4 separate regions of the Mus musculus genome follow, and regions 2, 3 and 4 are each linked to region 1. The links are chromatin contacts, called in public promoter capture Hi-C maps. All regions are on one chromosome and are shown on one strand. Each heading gives the region's core, a stretch centred on a gene start, on an enhancer-like site or on the middle of the called end of the contact. The rest is flanking DNA. Distances are from core to core; before and after follow the strand shown. Region 1 holds the start of Dlx5 (distal-less homeobox 5). Region 2 overlaps Dync1i1 (dynein cytoplasmic 1 intermediate chain 1). Region 3 overlaps Dync1i1 (dynein cytoplasmic 1 intermediate chain 1). Region 4 overlaps Dync1i1 (dynein cytoplasmic 1 intermediate chain 1).

Evidence for each region. Promoter capture Hi-C pulls out the DNA fragments that hold promoters and counts their contacts.
Region 2: a promoter capture Hi-C map of stem cell-derived epiblast-like cells shows a contact between it and region 1, with 13 times the contacts expected there. The contact joins the enhancer-like site here to the promoter of Dlx5 in region 1. A contact is called at or near these places in 9 of 39 promoter capture datasets (cranial neural crest, embryonic stem cells, frontonasal cranial neural crest and 5 more), 5 of 484 Hi-C or Micro-C datasets (cerebellum, cortical neurons, embryonic stem cells and 1 more), 4 of 115 datasets of contacts at active chromatin or transcription factors (embryonic forebrain, embryonic hindbrain, embryonic limb bud and 1 more) and 1 of 9 other capture datasets (embryonic stem cells).
Region 3: a contact with region 1 is called in a promoter capture Hi-C map of second pharyngeal arch cranial neural crest. The contact joins the enhancer-like site here to the promoter of Dlx5 in region 1. A contact is called at or near these places in 7 of 39 promoter capture datasets (the 3T3-L1 cell line, cranial neural crest, embryonic stem cells and 4 more), 1 of 15 datasets of contacts at CTCF or cohesin (stem cell-derived epiblast-like cells), 2 of 484 Hi-C or Micro-C datasets (both in embryonic stem cells), 8 of 115 datasets of contacts at active chromatin or transcription factors (craniofacial prominence, embryonic forebrain, embryonic limb bud and 3 more) and 1 of 9 other capture datasets (embryonic stem cells).
Region 4: a contact with region 1 is called in a promoter capture Hi-C map of hippocampal neurons, with 24 times the contacts expected there. The contact joins the enhancer-like site here to the promoter of Dlx5 in region 1. A contact is called at or near these places in 24 of 39 promoter capture datasets (the 3T3-L1 cell line, 3T3-L1-derived adipocytes, the C10 cell line and 14 more), 5 of 15 datasets of contacts at CTCF or cohesin (the NIH/3T3 cell line, embryonic stem cells, hippocampal excitatory neurons and 2 more), 89 of 484 Hi-C or Micro-C datasets (the AtT-20 cell line, the C2C12 cell line, DN3 thymocytes and 41 more), 20 of 115 datasets of contacts at active chromatin or transcription factors (SST interneurons, acute myeloid leukemia, astrocytes and 12 more) and 1 of 9 other capture datasets (embryonic stem cells).

What each region holds. Positions count from the first base shown.
Region 1 is chr6:6,880,385-6,884,349 of GRCm38.p6, reverse strand. It overlaps Dlx5 (distal-less homeobox 5), which reads left to right and starts at 2,282. Exons shown (of 3, transcript NM_010056.3): 1 at 2,282-2,818. The coding sequence starts at 2,464.
Region 2 is chr6:5,806,301-5,810,265 of GRCm38.p6, reverse strand. All of the region lies in intron 6 of Dync1i1 (dynein cytoplasmic 1 intermediate chain 1), which reads right to left. It overlaps Gm34527 (a long non-coding RNA gene), which reads left to right. Exons shown (of 4, transcript XR_377319.4): 3 at 581-667; 4 at 2,053-3,838. Among named protein-coding and RNA genes, the nearest start is that of Gm34527, 12 kb to the left of the region's middle. Within about 2 kb of position 2,150, at least 9 of the 459 cell types and tissues checked have an H3K27ac peak or open chromatin away from gene starts, as enhancers often do. A contact at or near this core is called in embryonic limb bud, where this site is marked.
Region 3 is chr6:5,827,644-5,831,608 of GRCm38.p6, reverse strand. All of the region lies in intron 6 of Dync1i1 (dynein cytoplasmic 1 intermediate chain 1), which reads right to left. Among named protein-coding and RNA genes, the nearest start is that of Gm34527, 9.8 kb to the right of the region's middle. Within about 2 kb of position 2,063, at least 15 of the 459 cell types and tissues checked have an H3K27ac peak or open chromatin away from gene starts, as enhancers often do. A contact at or near this core is called in embryonic limb bud and second pharyngeal arch cranial neural crest, where this site is marked.
Region 4 is chr6:5,853,551-5,857,515 of GRCm38.p6, reverse strand. The region is part of intron 6 of Dync1i1 (dynein cytoplasmic 1 intermediate chain 1); the gene reads right to left. Among named protein-coding and RNA genes, the nearest start is that of Gm34527, 36 kb to the right of the region's middle. Within about 2 kb of position 1,780, at least 4 of the 459 cell types and tissues checked have an H3K27ac peak or open chromatin away from gene starts, as enhancers often do. A contact at or near this core is called in cerebellar granule neurons and hippocampal neurons, where this site is marked.

The DNA.
Region 1 (3,965 bases), core at 1,033-3,532:
CCACTGAGAAAAGGAAGCAGCGAGTAAATGCTAGCAAGATGTAGAATTATCTTACCAATATAACATGAAGTATATCTGCAGTTTCCAGTATCAGGGTCATGGGAAGCTGCCTTCTCACCAAGGTTTAAGAGAACTATTAGACTCCTTCTGGCGATAATGACCATGCTGACCTTTTTCCTCCTGGTTATTACATTTAAATTTATAGTAAATAAAATTGGGGCCTGTGATGGGATCACCCATCTCTCTGCACTTTTTTTTTTTATAACCTCTGAACACTTTGACCAGCTCAAGGCATTGATTTGTAAGGCCCCATGGATTAGGTGAGCATCTTTAGAGCAGACCGCAATCATAATCCAGTAAGGTCAGCAGTACGTTTGCCTCCTTGAAGACACTCAGTGCAAATCTAGAGCCTGGACAGCCACATGAAAATCAAAGGCAAGGGATCAGTGTCAAGGAACAGCAAACATTTGTTAAACCCACACATCTGTGTCAGAAGGGAAATCTAGAGACACCAAGGCTGCAAGTAGGGACTCCAGATGAAGAAAGGGGTGGCCCTGCTGCATGCTAGCTCCCTCTCGTTGTTGACAAAAGCTGAAGTTGTACAGCCAAGGAAAAGCAACAGTAGCCTGGGTTTATGGGGCCCATGTGCACCTGAGGCACGTGTTGCTGCTTCCAGTTGCAGCTCCAGATTCCAGAGAGGGACTGACCTCCTGCTTCCAGCTCTCTGACAGAGGCTTGGAGTCCTTGGTTGCCAAAACAAGAACAAAGTAACCTCAGACAAAACTCAGGCAGATTTTCACTTCTTCCCCTGGCAAAAGGGGAACCAGAAGAGGAACCAGAAGATTCCACCCTGAACATTCAATGACACTCCCAGGTTCCTGGCCAAAAGGAGGCCCAAAATAGGATACAACTCATTTTTGAGGGGAGTAGACACAGCATTGAGTGAGGATCAGAACACATTCCTAAGGCCTCACTCAATCATAACTAGAGGAAAAGCCCATGTTGACAAAATAAACTTCTTCTGGTGGTCTGTGGCCAGTGTATGAGTCTTGAACCCTGCTCCCTTTGTACATAAACGAAGATGCTCAGTAGGCAGGAAATAATGGGGGATGCTACAGAACCCAAACTCAAGAATTGAGAGGGGGATTGGAGTGGATGTAGGTAATGGAACCAGGAGAGGGTCGTCCATGATCGAAACCCCATCTCCCAAGCGGACTTGGTTCCTTGCCTACTTTTCGGTCTTCATACTCCATTTGGTCTGGAGGCACACTATAGGTCACACACCCAAATCAATTCACGTTTGCAGGAATCTGGCTCCTGAACTGAGACAAGAGCCATTCTAGAAGCTTCCAAGTAGTCGAGGATATTGAGCAAAAAACCAAAAGGCTGCTCAGCTCTCTGGGAAAGCCAACTAAGAGAGTTCAGGCAGTGGCAAGGTATTCAGGAATGAAAGACATTGATTTTCAGCAGTCCCTGTAAAGACTTCAGTTGCCACTGGGGACGTCTAGATTCTTGGACATCTCTGTGGAGTCCTGAGAAACAGGGGCTTCTGCAAAAGCGCTTGCTGCGTGTCCAACTGTTTTCCAGTTTACAAATTTTCAACATAAATTAGTTGCAACTTGCTTCCCATCATCCCACTAAGACAATGCTGTTCTCCATTTGTTCTCACTGCCATCTAACACTGCTCCTCCTCTGCACACAGTCCCACAGCGGTGCTCTCTCCTACAGTCTCCGTCGGAGGAGGGGGGAGAGGACTGGTAGGTGTGGAGCAAGAAAAGAGCATCAAGAACCGCATCCTCTAAACTGTACTTTTGAGATTGCTGATTGGAACACGTTGTCTTCAAACAGCACGGAGCTAGGCCCTGGGACTGCTTGGTTTGTCGAAGCTATTCACTAAAAAGAGATCGACTGAGACCCTCCCTCCCCCAACAGGGAACAACTCATATTCTCTCTCTCTCTCTCTCTCTCTCTCTCTCTCTCTCTCTCTCTCTCTCTCTCTCACACACACACACACACACACACACACACACACACTCTCTCTCTCCTTGTACGCCTCTCTCTCTCTCTCTCTCTCTCTCTCTCTCTCTCTCTCTCTCTCTCTCTCTCTCTCTCTCTCTTTAAGCAATGCTTTGTTGTGCTAAAACTAGTTGGACGAGTTAGGGTGTTGCTCTGCTCCCGAAGCCCTGGCCAATGGAACCCGATCCACCCCGCTGTGCGTAAGCGCGCAATTAAGGATTTAACCAAGGCTGTGCTGCGCCTCAGCCAGCAGTCAGCCTGCGGGAGACAGAGCCTCCACGACTCCCAGCCTCCTCCTCCTCCTCCTCCCCGCCGCCGCCGCCGCCTCCTCCTCTTCCTCCTCCTCCCTCGCTCCCACAGCCATGTCTGCTTAGACCAGAGCAGCTCCACAGCCAATTCAGGCAGCAGCGGCCGCCGCAGTAGAAGAACAGCCACCGCCCGGGAGCTATGACAGGAGTGTTTGACAGAAGAGTCCCAAGCATCCGATCCGGCGACTTCCAAGCTCCGTTCCCGACGTCCGCCGCCATGCACCACCCGTCTCAGGAATCGCCAACTTTGCCCGAGTCCTCGGCCACCGATTCTGACTACTACAGTCCCGCGGGGGCCGCCCCGCACGGCTACTGCTCTCCTACCTCTGCTTCTTATGGCAAAGCGCTCAACCCCTACCAGTACCAGTACCACGGCGTGAACGGCTCCGCAGCCGGCTACCCGGCCAAGGCTTATGCCGACTACGGCTACGCCAGCCCCTACCACCAGTACGGCGGCGCCTACAACCGCGTCCCGAGTGCCACCAGCCAGCCAGGTAGGCGCGCGGGGGCGGGAGGCAGGTACCCAGGGCATCCGTAACCCCGCGGGCGCCAAGTTGGGTGGTAGATGAGGGCCACGCTGTCCGCACCCATAGAAGGGTGCTTCGCAGAAGCGAGTGGGGGCCTGGGACTGCAAACAGGACAGCACCTCACACCGGCATGGGGGGGGGGGCAGTGGAGGACTTTTGAAGAGGTTTAATCGGGTGTTTTGCCTCTGGCGCTGCTCGAGGATCCCTCCTTAGCTGGATTCCTAGCTGGCCTAGCCAGAAAGCCAGCTTGGCTGCAAAGAGGCTAAGGGATTTGGGGGGCGGGGGGTGGGTGAAATCAAGCAGCCCTAGTGGTGTTTGCGTAATAAAAGGAAAGTTAGTTGGAATTCTGGGTGAGCGTGCTGAGTTGGTGAGATCTAGTCTGGATTAGCCAGCGAAGCGCCCCGAGGCCTCTCATGGAGGGTGCGGGCAGCACACCGGGTGACCTGGGGGCCGGAGGGCTGCAGCCTGACAGAAAAGCGAACAGGGAACTTTGCGGTTTATCCAAGGTATTTCCAAATACAAAAAGTCATTTAAAATAGCGGAGGATTGCCGAGAGTTCACTCTGTTAGAGGGACCCCCCCCCACACACACACACACACTCCATCGAGTGCTCTCTCCGTAAGTGCCTAGAATTTGTCTGCCTTCCTTCTTCCCCACAGACTCCCCTTTCCGTCCACTGTGAAACTTCCTTAGAGCGTTACAGTGGGGTAGAGAGCTTGGGCGGTAAATGAGAGGCGTGAAGTCTCAGTGGAGAAATTTTACTAGTCGATTTTGATCTCCCCTCACCGACACATTAATAAGGCTGCTAATATTAGCATCCCCTACTCCAGTAGAGCGGAGACCGCAGCCCTCCCTCCTTCTCCACCCTTCCTCTGGCAGCAGCTTCATACACCGACTCTTCCACTCCTTTCAGGACTGAAGGGGGAAAAGGGGCCATGTGGCCTAGGGGCACATTAGCAAAACACGGATTCACAGGACCCCAGCGGGGTACATTTATGACAGTGAGAATTCTTCCTTGGTTCCTCCCCTTTACTACGAAAATATCCTTACTACAGATTCCTTTGCAATACATTGTTGATGGAAGTTTGAGTCTGCTCCTCTTGCTGTCTCTGTA
Region 2 (3,965 bases), core at 901-3,400, 1.1 Mb after region 1:
TGTTTTGACTTTTAAGTCTAACTTATGTGACTTGCTTTGCTTTTGAGGCTGTGCTTACCGTAGAGTACCCCTTATTCTGATGCAAAAGGATTCAATTCCATGCTCTCTTCCTCTGTACCCACTTTCCCTCAGCATAATCACTGAGCCACTGGTCTAGAGTCTAGACTGTGGGTGTGTGGCAATGGAATACATTGCTTTGAACTAGACTTTTATGTTAAGAACAAGGGGTTGGAGGTGTGTCCAGCAGAACTAGCCTCTGGTCACGCAGTTTGCCTTCCTTTTGTTTTCCCCAAGAGCCAAAATCCAGAAACACATTTCCACAAAAGTCAGTGTAACTGCAACTGAGGCCTTCATAGTCTTAAGATGAAGCCAAGGTAAGGCCTCCATCCCTCCTGTCCGGGCAGAGCTGCAGAAAAGTGCTTCCACCTGACAGCCATACTTACCTGGAACATAGCCTTTTCCACATTAGGGAAGGGAGAATGAGAAATGTCAACACCCCATTGCTCTCAGGGGTGAGAGCATCATCATCAGCCTCCAGTGAGGGTAAGGGCGGGGTGTGTTCTTTGCTTTGTATGGACAGGAGTTTCCTTAGAGCTGAGCAGTAGGACTGGAGTCAAGGATGGCGGAGAGACAGATCACAGATCCTTACTGCTCTTATCAAGTCTTGGTAAGTTCTCTTGGAAATTTTTTATTTGCTAAATGTTACTTCTACAATTTCCAGAGGTTTAAGGAAGTATGTGGGATGGCCAGAACACGACATGTTGTCAGACTAGAAGTGGGGCTACTGCAGGCTTCTTGGGCCAAGCAGAACATGAACTGCTATTCTTCAGGGGAAAAAAATCACCTGTAAACATCTGTAATATTCACTACTCCTATTTTCTCTTCATATACATATGTATATATACATATATATATACATATATATATTTAACATGTATTAATTAATGTATATATTTATTTACTCTTTTCATTTTTATATAGAGTGAAGTTATGTTTAAAAATTATTTGTATGTTTCTCCATTTGTCTGAATGCAGTCATTCTCATTTTGAGTCTTTTAGTGTACTCAGATGCCAGTAAGGAGACTAGAATTTAAATAGAAGAATGAAAATAGAATACTAAAGTAAAATTCAACTCTCTTCTTAAAAGCTGCATCTTGAAACCCCAAACCATAACAGTTCTCAACCCGGGGACTCAACACTCTTGGGAGCTGCATATCACATATCATGAATATCAGATACTTATATTACGATTCATAACAATAGCAAAATTAAAGTTGTAAGCTAGCAACAAAATATTTCTCTGGTTTGGGGAGTCACCACAATATGAGGAATTATATTAAAGGGTTATAGCATTAGGAAGATTGATAACCATAGTAGGCAGACATCGGGTCAAGGGCTATGTAGAAAAGAAGGCATCAAATCAAGGCCTGGAAACAGTGAAAGCCAGGAAGGGACCAAGTCATCAAGAAATCCATGGTGAACGCTCCCTAGAATCACTGACAAGCCACGCCTTTTCACTAGCTCCATGTTATGTCCTGTGTACCAGTTTGTCCTGGTGTCCAGAGTACCAGTGTCATTGGATAAAGGACAACAGATGTGAGCCAAGGACCAGCCCAAGGCAGACTCCTTTACGTTGTCTCTACATCCATGTTGGTTATATGATCATGTAAACCGCACATCTCTCCCCGCATTCGGCTGTGAATTATGGAGGAAAGTGGATAGGAGTGGACCCTTAGGAGAGCCTACAGGTTTCTATCCAAGACGAATGGAGCATACTAACAGAAAATGTTTAAAAGTAGAGAATGGACTATGGTTGTTTATTTAATACCGTTTCCTTGACAACCAGTAGTATTGTAGACAGCTGCAGACAAAATAAAGGAGCCAAGTTCTCTCTGCACTCTTGATTTATAAGGTGAGTAAATTCTACAGCAACACTCTAGTCTCATAATGTATAGGAGAGTTCTGCACACATCATAAATACCATTTTGCTGGTCACCTCTCTTTTTCATTTCTTACACCACAGTGATTATTTTTTTCCGTATATATTTTTAGCTACCCAGCATCCACTACTCTGTTTTGGACAGGAGCTCTGCAGTAGATCAAAGTGGAGTTGCAGTCTGCCCAGACATTGTGGAAGCTGAATGTGGCAAGGACAGCGTGTGGGGTCCTTCCCTGCATCGCCTCTCACTGCTAACACTGGGGCTTGTAACTCAAGACTACCTAATAGGCTTCCAGATGGCTCTTCAAATTTCAAGAGAGCACCGGAAAAGAACAGGGGAAATTAGAAGCTTGCAAGGCGACGGTGACTACAGAGCTTGAATTCTGGGCACAAACGGGAACATCCTGTGCAAGGAACATCGGGACTTCTAACCTGGCTCTTTCAGCTAGCATCAGATAACTGTTTCTTCACTGTATTCTCAAATGTCCTCTTGTCTATTGCATGGAGAAAGGGCACTGTGTCCTTTCTTTTTATAAGGTCACTTATCTCATCAGATTAGACCCACTTATAATGTCTTAACCGGGCACCTTTTCCCTAAAGGCCCTGGTCACTTAGGGCTTCAATATTTGAATTTTAAGGACACACGACTATTCAGTCCACTGCAGATGCTGCCTAGTCTCATATCTATTTCTGACCAAAATTCCCAAGCATTTATATCAATTCTGTAAAGTATCTCATATCTTCTGCCAAAGATTATTTTCTGTTCAAATGAAGCAGACTTCATTTCTATTCTGGCAACCGCAGATTCGGACATTACTTTGAAGGCTGGCATCTGAATCGTGTTATCTGGGAAACTGGTTGTGTCCTTGCTGGTTTTAAAGAGGAATCTCAGAGTTCACACGTGGGATATGTTGGGAGTAACAAACAGTTGAGTAGTGGTTCCTCTGTGCAGATCTTTAATGAAGCAGCCACTGGAAAGAAGGGTTTGGAGGAATTGTGTTGTCACTGCTACAGAGTTGAGTGCGTGGCACTAGGAGGAAGTCTACTTCTCATGGTGCTGGATAGCTTGAAGAGTGAGTGACAAGCTCAGTACTCCATTTTTCCCAAAGCGTAGGTCCAGGGACTTCCTCTGTGGCTCATAAATATTTATAGAAATGTTTTCCCCAAAGAAACACAAACTGTAAACTCTGTGGGTCCCTGGATAAAAGCTGCTAAGTTATCAGTGTCACCAGGTGATTTGCAAGAAAGTTATAATACTAATCAGAACATAACAGCAAATGGAACTGAGAAGTGGAATGTATAAGCTTGGGCATCCTCCATCTACCTAGAGTACTGAGCCCTGCTTCACAGTGAATGGTTTGTGTTTTCTGTTTGATCTTTGGCACCCTGTGTCAGCTGGTCCTAACACCAGACCTTGAGCATCTTACCTGGGGACATGGTACCGTCAATACTCAGGGAAGGCATGCACAAAGAGAAAGTGGGGAAAATATTTGCTACTTTAGGAGGGTTTACCAATCCTTACATCTATTAACAACAGGACTAGGGACTCTACCCTCTATCTGCACTTAAAGAACATTGATACTGGCAAGATATCTCATCTTAGTAGTAACATTTAATATGCACCCAGACACCCCTACAGCTTATCAACAACCACTTGGCTATTCTTTTAAGTAATAAGTTCAGAGGCAGAGCCCAGGGGTCTTGGCAGCCCGTAACATACTTAAGTCAAGGTTATCTACCAGGTTTTATTTTCTTCAAAGTAACTTCAAGGTGTTTCAGGATTGGCTTCCATTTGAGAAGTGCTTGATTTCAAATATCACATCCAAAAGAATTATTTCCCTTTATTCTCTGAAAAATGCCCTTAGTGGGCAATATTTTAAAATCATAGAGTATATTTATGAGGCCAAAGAGTACGAGAAAAGATATAACTAATCTGTTGGTAGGCTAGCCTCCCATCTCAACTACTATCACTCATTGACTCAGAGAAGGAAGGAAAACGGGAAACCACAGAGGCCAAGATAACCAT
Region 3 (3,965 bases), core at 814-3,313, 1.1 Mb after region 1:
GCAGAGAAAGTCCTCAGTTGTGTCATGTCTCTCCTCCTGCTCTGAATATCTAACACTGAAAACACCGAATCTCAATGGCCTTCTCATTCTCTGGTGTCCAGTAGGCCTGTTGTGTCACCCAAGGTGACCCTGTAGGTTGTTCTTCTTCTCCACCAGCTGTCCTCCCTTCTCTCCAGTGTTCATGCACAGGGTCTTAATTTAGAGAGTCAACAAATCAGGCCTGACGTTCTGGAACAAGATGAGCCTGGGGTTCAAGGTCAAGAGCACTGAGCTTGCACAGAGGTTGACATCCGTCTCTGACTTCAACTACTAGACTTAAACTTAATTGCCCTGAGAATACCTGGATATTAGTTTTAGTTAGTTTGCTTGTTTGTTTGCTTTACGGCTTTTCAATTAGTGATTCTAGTGGACAAACAGTTGTCATGTATCATTAAGAACAAGGTTGCTCCAACCTGGGTGCATAGGGGCTCACAGAGACTGAACCTCCATCATGGGAGCCTGAATGGAACTGACCTGGGCCCTCTGCACATATGTTGCTGTTGTGTAGCTTGGTCTTCATGTGAAACTCCTAACAGTGGCAGCAGGAGCTGTCTCTGAGTCTGTTGCTTGCCTTTGGGATCCGTTCCTCATACAAGGTTGTCTTGTTTAGGTTAACACAAGAGTAGTGCCTAGTCTTACTGCAACTTGATATGTCATGGTTGGTTGCCATCCAAGAGGCTCCTTTCTAAAGAGAAAGGGGGGAGCCGGTGGGGGAGGGGGAGGGGAAGTAGAGGGAGGTACTGGGAAGGCACTTCAGTGAGAATATAAGATAAATAAAGTTTAAAAAAAATGACAAAGAACAAAGTTGCTAATGTGCTAGGCCTTTGGCTCCAGATGCAGTGTGGTCCCTTTCTTCTATCTTTGGAATGTTGGATGTCTCTTTTGAGTCTCTTCAACTATATAATGAGTACGAACCGAGTCATATATAGTTTTTAAAACCCTGTCTTAGGTGGTAGGGTAACCAGTGACTAAAGCAGGGTCCCAGGCTCAAGAGTTCACACTTCATAAGTGTAACACCATATTTCAAAGGTTCTCAGAGAATCTCAAGCTAAAAACCAGAATTGGATTGAAAATGGAAAGCAAAACAAAGCAGAGAAACAGCCTCTGGCACCGCAGCAGCCAAGGCACACCACAGTCCAGGAATGGCGTTCCATGGTAAAGATCTTTTGGTTTTGTTCGTGTTTGTTTTTGTCTCTGTGTTTCCTTTCAAAGGAAGCTTGATGCATTTTTCCTCATTTCTTTTTAAAGCCACGCCAGGTCCCCATCAAGACACCTACACCCTGCATCTCCACTGTGGTGCGCGAAGACAATCCGCAGTGTCCCGAGCATTGGATAGAGGCGACTTCTTCAAACCCCAAGTCCTTCCTGGGTTCAACTTGAAAGCAGCCATTTGAGGAATGACACACTGGCAGTCTAGAACTGATTAGACGCCTTCTCCGTGCTCACAGGCAAGTTGAGGAAAATCACGATTCTTTCTCATGAATGGAGGAATGTTATGGATTCTTTTTTCCAGATACAAAAATAAATGTAAAAATGTAACAGTAAATAGAAATTAGGTCCTTCTACCATCCTCTAGTTACAACCAACCTGCATCTTCCTTGGTTGAGCAAACAGGGATCAAGGCAACTGCACATTTCTGAGGCCCTCACCCTTTGACACTCAGCTGCTCTGAGATGTTTTCTGTATAAGCATATGGGGCACATATGGGAAAGAAGAAAGTGGGCACGGGAAAATTTAAGAAGTTTGTTATCTAAGCAAGGATGAGATCTGAGGCTCTTAAGTTCTGACAATGGAGACCCGGGACAGGGATCTAAATTCTGCCGTGAGACAATCAGTTTGAAACTCTGTGGGACCTCCTAAATGAACAAGAACCCCAGAGCCACCCAGCAGGTGGTCAAGCTTGATATTCAAATCGTTAACATTTTGCATGTGGCGTTTTCACTAGGACAAGTTTCCCGGTGATGGACAGCTTGCATCTACTTGCAGATGTCTGTGCTTGGCCATCAAACCTGTGTGGAGAGGGTAAATTCCTGCAGTCTCCACCTGATTCTTGCTGAAGGCAATGTCCAATCAAAGTGCAGAGCTCAGCGAATAAACGAGTTGCTTTGACAGGAAATTCCAACAGCAATTTTAATTCTGATCAGGCTTCAGGAAATGGAAAGAATAAAAACACATCAATTATAGTGACAGGAAGTTTTAAATCACACGGCGAGCAGCTGCTGCCAAAAGACGCGTCTGCCAGCTTTGTTAAGGAGCCTGGTATTTTGGTGTGACCAAAGTTTTACACCAAAATGTTATAGGCTGACATCACTCCATAATTGCATGTTATCTCTCTACAAGGGTAAAGAAAATGACACAGCACTGAAAGCGTATCATTACTATATATGTAACTAAAAATCATCAACTCGACTATAAAGGTTCGGAATGCAAAAAAAAAAAAAAAAAAAAAAAAGAAAAAGAAAGCCGTCCTTTGCCCAGAAGGTAGATCAACTGTGATACAGCTGAAGCACAGCCATTCCATTCATGGTGGATGGGGACGAAAAGCTTGTCTAATCAACACCGGAGGTGATAGCTCATTCATTCCACCTCACAGCAAAGGCTAGAGCTCTCCTTCTTGCCCTCGGCCTCCTGTGAGAGAGGCGTCTTTTCCTGGTGGTGGAGATTTTCATGCATTTAATCTGGGTGTGCTGGAAAGGGGATCTAAAAGAAACCTTGCTGGCAGAGCACAAGGCAGTCGAGAGCAGGCCTGCGCTACTTGAGGAGGGAGAGGGGCTGGCTGTACACGGTATGTGGTACGGGCCTTCCCTTTGACAAGAGTTTTAAGTTGAGTCACTCTGGACGAATTATAACACAAACCCGCTTGCCCGGGATTTATAAACTGCCTTTCTATAAAGTTCAAAGGGACTCAGAACTTCGTTTGTTACTTTACCTGCTTCCTGCTCAGGAACCTGGGGACACACGTTAATGACCGTGTGCTCATAAACGGCCTGGGGCAAAGGTTATAACTCAAAGTTTCCCTTTCCTCACACAATTAAAGCCTTGCCCCTTATCCTAAATCTCCGCAGGCACTGGTGTATTACTTTGCAAATGATAAATTCCAAATTTATCAACTTTTTTTGAGTAACTTAGAGATACATTTTCTGTTGGTTTCAGAAGTTATAGACGATGGCATCATACATGTATTTATGAGGATAATTGATATTAATTCCCAGCCATCCTGTATGTGGTGACAATGTAGTTAGTAAGTCTGCCAGTGTTTACTTACTCTTATTAGACATATGTCGGATTTTAAAAATTTAAAAAGAAACCCTTTGCTTGGATTCTGTATAAATTCAGTCTGGTAACTTTGGTTAAGAGGGTTAGTATAACAGAAACAGAATGTCCGAGAACAATACGGGATTGGTGCTCAAGGCTCCTGGGAGACAGGGCTAGTGTGTCATCACTACTAGCAATGTTTGCCACACACAGCAGGATGATGAAGTAAGTACCTGATATCACTCTGGCCTTTACCGACTTTTTGTTTTGTTTTGTTTGTTTCCTTGCTTTGTTTTTGAGACAAGGTTAGCTCTGGCTTTCCTGGAACTGGCTCTGTAGACAAGGCTGGCCTCAAACTCAGAGATCCACCTCCCTCTGACTCTCAAGTGCTGAGATTAAAGGCGTGCACCACCACCACCACCACCCCGGTCACCCTTCCTAAATTGACAGTGAGCATGTTTCAATAGAAAGTATATGGGACTATCCAAGTCACACAGAACCAAGTGAAGCCATCTCTGAATGGTAGCTAGTTTCTGTATAGCCTTGGGCCACATTCTTAGTCTACCTTTGTCAGCCCTTTTCTCTGACCATAAGAAAACTCAGTCTTGATTTATAAGGTTGCTGGAAGTACCAAATGGAGCACTGAATTTGAAGGGCTCTGTGGGAAACTA
Region 4 (3,965 bases), core at 531-3,030, 1.0 Mb after region 1:
TGTTGGGGAGTCCAGTCCCCTGCCGCCCACCTTTCCTGTTACTGAGTGAGTGAGCTGCCAGGCACTTTATTTCCTCTGCCTGTGAGCTGCACAGGAACCCGTCCTGTGCCCTAACTGTTGTTATCATGGTGTGTATTGCTTGTATACACATTTGCACACATATATCTACCCGGCTTCGCTGTGTGCCCACCCTCCACACTCTCTCTTGCATCCCCGATTCCCCTCTTTCTCTGTGCCTCCTTAGCACGCCTCGGCAGTGCAGAGTCTTTTTATTGGCATGACACACGAAAGCTGAAGAGCTACTAAAGGAAAACTGGTCAAGGGGACTATTCTGACATTGCTGGTGTAGGAAGCTGCATACATAAATTTACAGAGTAAAAAGTAAAACCTTTAGATTTTAATTTTTTGACAAATAAGTATTCCATTCTGTGAACCCGTGACTTTCCCTTGACTGATATCTATCATAGAGCCATGGAAAGAAACCCACATTGAATATTTGATAACTTCTCTTACCTTGCTTCATACTGTTTTGTAGAGATGTATAGAAATATAACACCCTACCTGGGGTCTAGAAAATATATGTTAATAAGGAAAGTGAAGGACCAGAGAGACACATGGTCAAATACCAACATTTCCTCTACACAGGTATATGAATTTTTGCCAGCCACAGCCTTTTTCGGACTTGATGTATAGAGACCAGCTGGAGCTTCCAGAATACAGAATTTAGTGAGGGACAGCCATCACTATGTATTGGAAATTAAATGTTTATTCTCCACAGATTCCTTTGTGAATAGAGAAAATACTGCTTTCTGAATTAGGAAGTGCTCTGCTATCAAGCTAGCACTGAAGGGAGTAAATGAAGATGAGCGTTCATGTTTCCTGTCTCATTTGAGACATAGGATTGTTCTGTCCAAGGTCATGAATGGGTCTAGGGCTCTCGAGGGACACAGCAGAAAATGAGGTGCTGTGAGATTTCTCCTTTCCTCACAAATGAAAAACAAAAGTCTTTTAATCAAAAGGAAAGCAGTAAATTAAGAAGTATGTGAGTGGCTTATCTGCTCAGTCTCTACTTCAGATCCTGACTGCCAGACTGTTGCCCTCTCAGACATGTCTTCTCCAGGCAGAGGCTGCAACGCCATGTGCCACAGCTGGGCAAAGGCTACAAGGCCATGTGCCACAGTTGGGTATGGCTGGCACCCAGAGAGAGAGTACATTCGTGAGCTCCATGGAATTTAAGGAAAACATGAATTAACACAAGCGCCAATTCCTCAAAGGCAGACTTCATTCTCAAATTGCATGCCAGCGGAGCCACTAATAAATTATTAGGTATCTTCATTCTGAAATGCTTGTCCAACATTAACTAATTTGACCATATGATATTTTCAAAGGGGTAATTATCATTCTCATCTCGCAGATGGGGAAATAAATCAGAACGATCATCACATTTAAAAGGGAACATTATTTCATATTGTGACTAATATCATCTTCAGTTACTAATCTTATTAAGGGGTGAAAATGTTCTATCCACACATAGGAATGGCACAGCTGACCTAATATGGGTAAGGCATGTCCTTTGAACGTCCTATTTCAAAAATTTCCTTTTCTTAATCTGCAACCCACAAAATCATTACAAGCATCTTATGAAAACAACCAAAATAGAAAAGAATACACAAGAAGGTTGGGAAATTCTTTCTATGGAAACAGTAGGGGATGTGTAGGGATAGCAGCCAGGCCCGTCCTGCCAAGGGAAGGACTCCAGGCTTCCCAGAGCAGAGGAAATGAGCATAAGCACACGGCCATGAGAGGCAGCGAGCTTGGGTTGTTTTTCTCCGGGAGTGACAGATTAGTGCTTCTGCCTGCTGTCTAGCTCATCTGACAAATGCAAAGCAGGCTGGGGCTAACATCGAGTCACAAAGGAACCCTGATATTTCGGAGTTCTATATTGGGGCATCTAATAGACTATAGACAGAACATAATTTCAAAGCTAATCTCTATCCCAAAGATTCACAGATAATATAGAACATCTGTGTTGTGTTCAATGTTGTGAGTTACCTACACAATTTAAAGAGTGTGGTAGGGTGTACACAGGTAGCATCCAGACACTACACCATTTTTTCTGTAGGGAACTTCTGCATGCCCAGACCTAAGTGTCCAAGGGGGCGGGGTGGGGGGGAGAGCCAGTTCTGAAACCAATTTCCCAGGATACTGTGGGATATCTGTATATAGTTCTGGCCACAGAACAGGTCAAAGCTGAAAGGCTTACAAGTAGGGCACATGCACGATTCAAGTGAGGATTCGAGTTTCTCGGCTGCTGCTCCATGGATGGATATTGGTTGTGATGTGCAGGTTTTTGTTTGTTTTGAGTTTTACTTATTTCATGTATATGAGTACACTGTAGCTGTCCCTGGCACACCAGAAGAGGGCAGCAGGTCCCATTACAGATGGTTGTGAGCCACCATGTGGTTGCTGGGAATTGAACTCAGGACCTCTGGAAGAGCAGCCAGTACTCCTAACTGCGGAGCCATCTCTCTAGCCCTCATCTGATGAGTGGAGACCTTAGAACAGTTTGGATGACATCTTCACGGATTGCCCAGCCCCAGAGTCATGGGCTTTGCTACTTATCTTTCCCCTGACATGGCAGAAATGGTAGACAGAAATAATAGAAGGGATGAAAGACTCTGTATTCACGATTCACAGTGTTTCAGTCCCTTGTGACAGGAAAGCCACAGCGGAGCAGCTTGATTCCTGGCAGGAGCAGGTGGCAGGGGTTGTTCCCATCACATTGGAACAGGCAGTGGAGAGAAGAAGGAACTAGGAGCCCGGATATAGCCATCAAGGGTTCTTTGCTGGTGACACATTTCTGCCAGGGAGGCTGCACTTCCTGAAGGTTCTAAGTCCTTCCAAAGTTGCTCCGCCAGATGGAGAACAAGCTTGGCTATGAGCCTGGGTGGGGACATCTCAAATGCAGATCAGAACAAGGAGCGCCCTTGCTAGTCTCCAGAGTGCTCTCATCAGCCGTGTGTAACTAGTTGATGTGAGCTTGAAACACAAGCCGCACCTTTTCTCCTTGTTCATCTTCTTGGCCGTGTAGACCTTTTGGCACTGTGGCTCTCCAAATAGTGTCCCTACAAAGTGTTGTCCTGAAACCTACTATGTGCCCATTTTCTCAGGCCTCCTGTGAAGGATGGGTCTCAGCAGTCGGAACTGAGGGAGCTCTCCAGGTGACTCTGATGCACGCTCAGGCTCTTTGCTATTTTCCTTGCCACTTCAGCCAGACCTTAAATAGAAGCTTGGGCCTCAGATTCTCTTATGAGCCTGATCTCTGTCACGCAGGTGTGGGGAATATTGCCCCTCCTGTGCATTCATCTCTCCCATCACCTCTGGTCAGCAGCCTTGACCCCCAGAAGAAGCGTACAACACACACAGGCACTGCCTCTGTGAGGCTTCTCTGGATTTGTATCAGTTCATTTTCTCCTCCTGTAACACAAGGCCCGTGGCTGGGTAACTTTACAAAACAAAGAGCTTTATTTGGCTAATTGTTAGGGTTATTTAAAAGTTCACACCAGCCTGGCTCCAATGGAAATTTTTAGGCAAGAGTTATTACACAGAAGCAAGAGAGAATGATGGCATGGCGAGACAGGAAGCTAAAGCAGTTAGGACCTGCCAGGCTTATTCTACTGCAGCAACCTTCTTGGGTAACTATCTCAAGCATGCCAAAAGAGCTATCTTAGTGACATTGAAAAAGATTGATTTACGTCTTTGTTGATTGGTTGATTGGCTGTTTGATTTACAGTTAGTTGAGTTTGTGTGTACCATTTGCATGCAAGTGCCCTCTAGGGCCAGAAGAGAAAGTCCATCTAAGCTGCATGAAGGGCTGCTCACTGCCTCTCCCTGGGCTGCCTTGTTTGAGGCTGCGCTTTGTCCTAACTGTGCCTACCTTTTCCTGTCTCAGAGCTTCTTCTGGC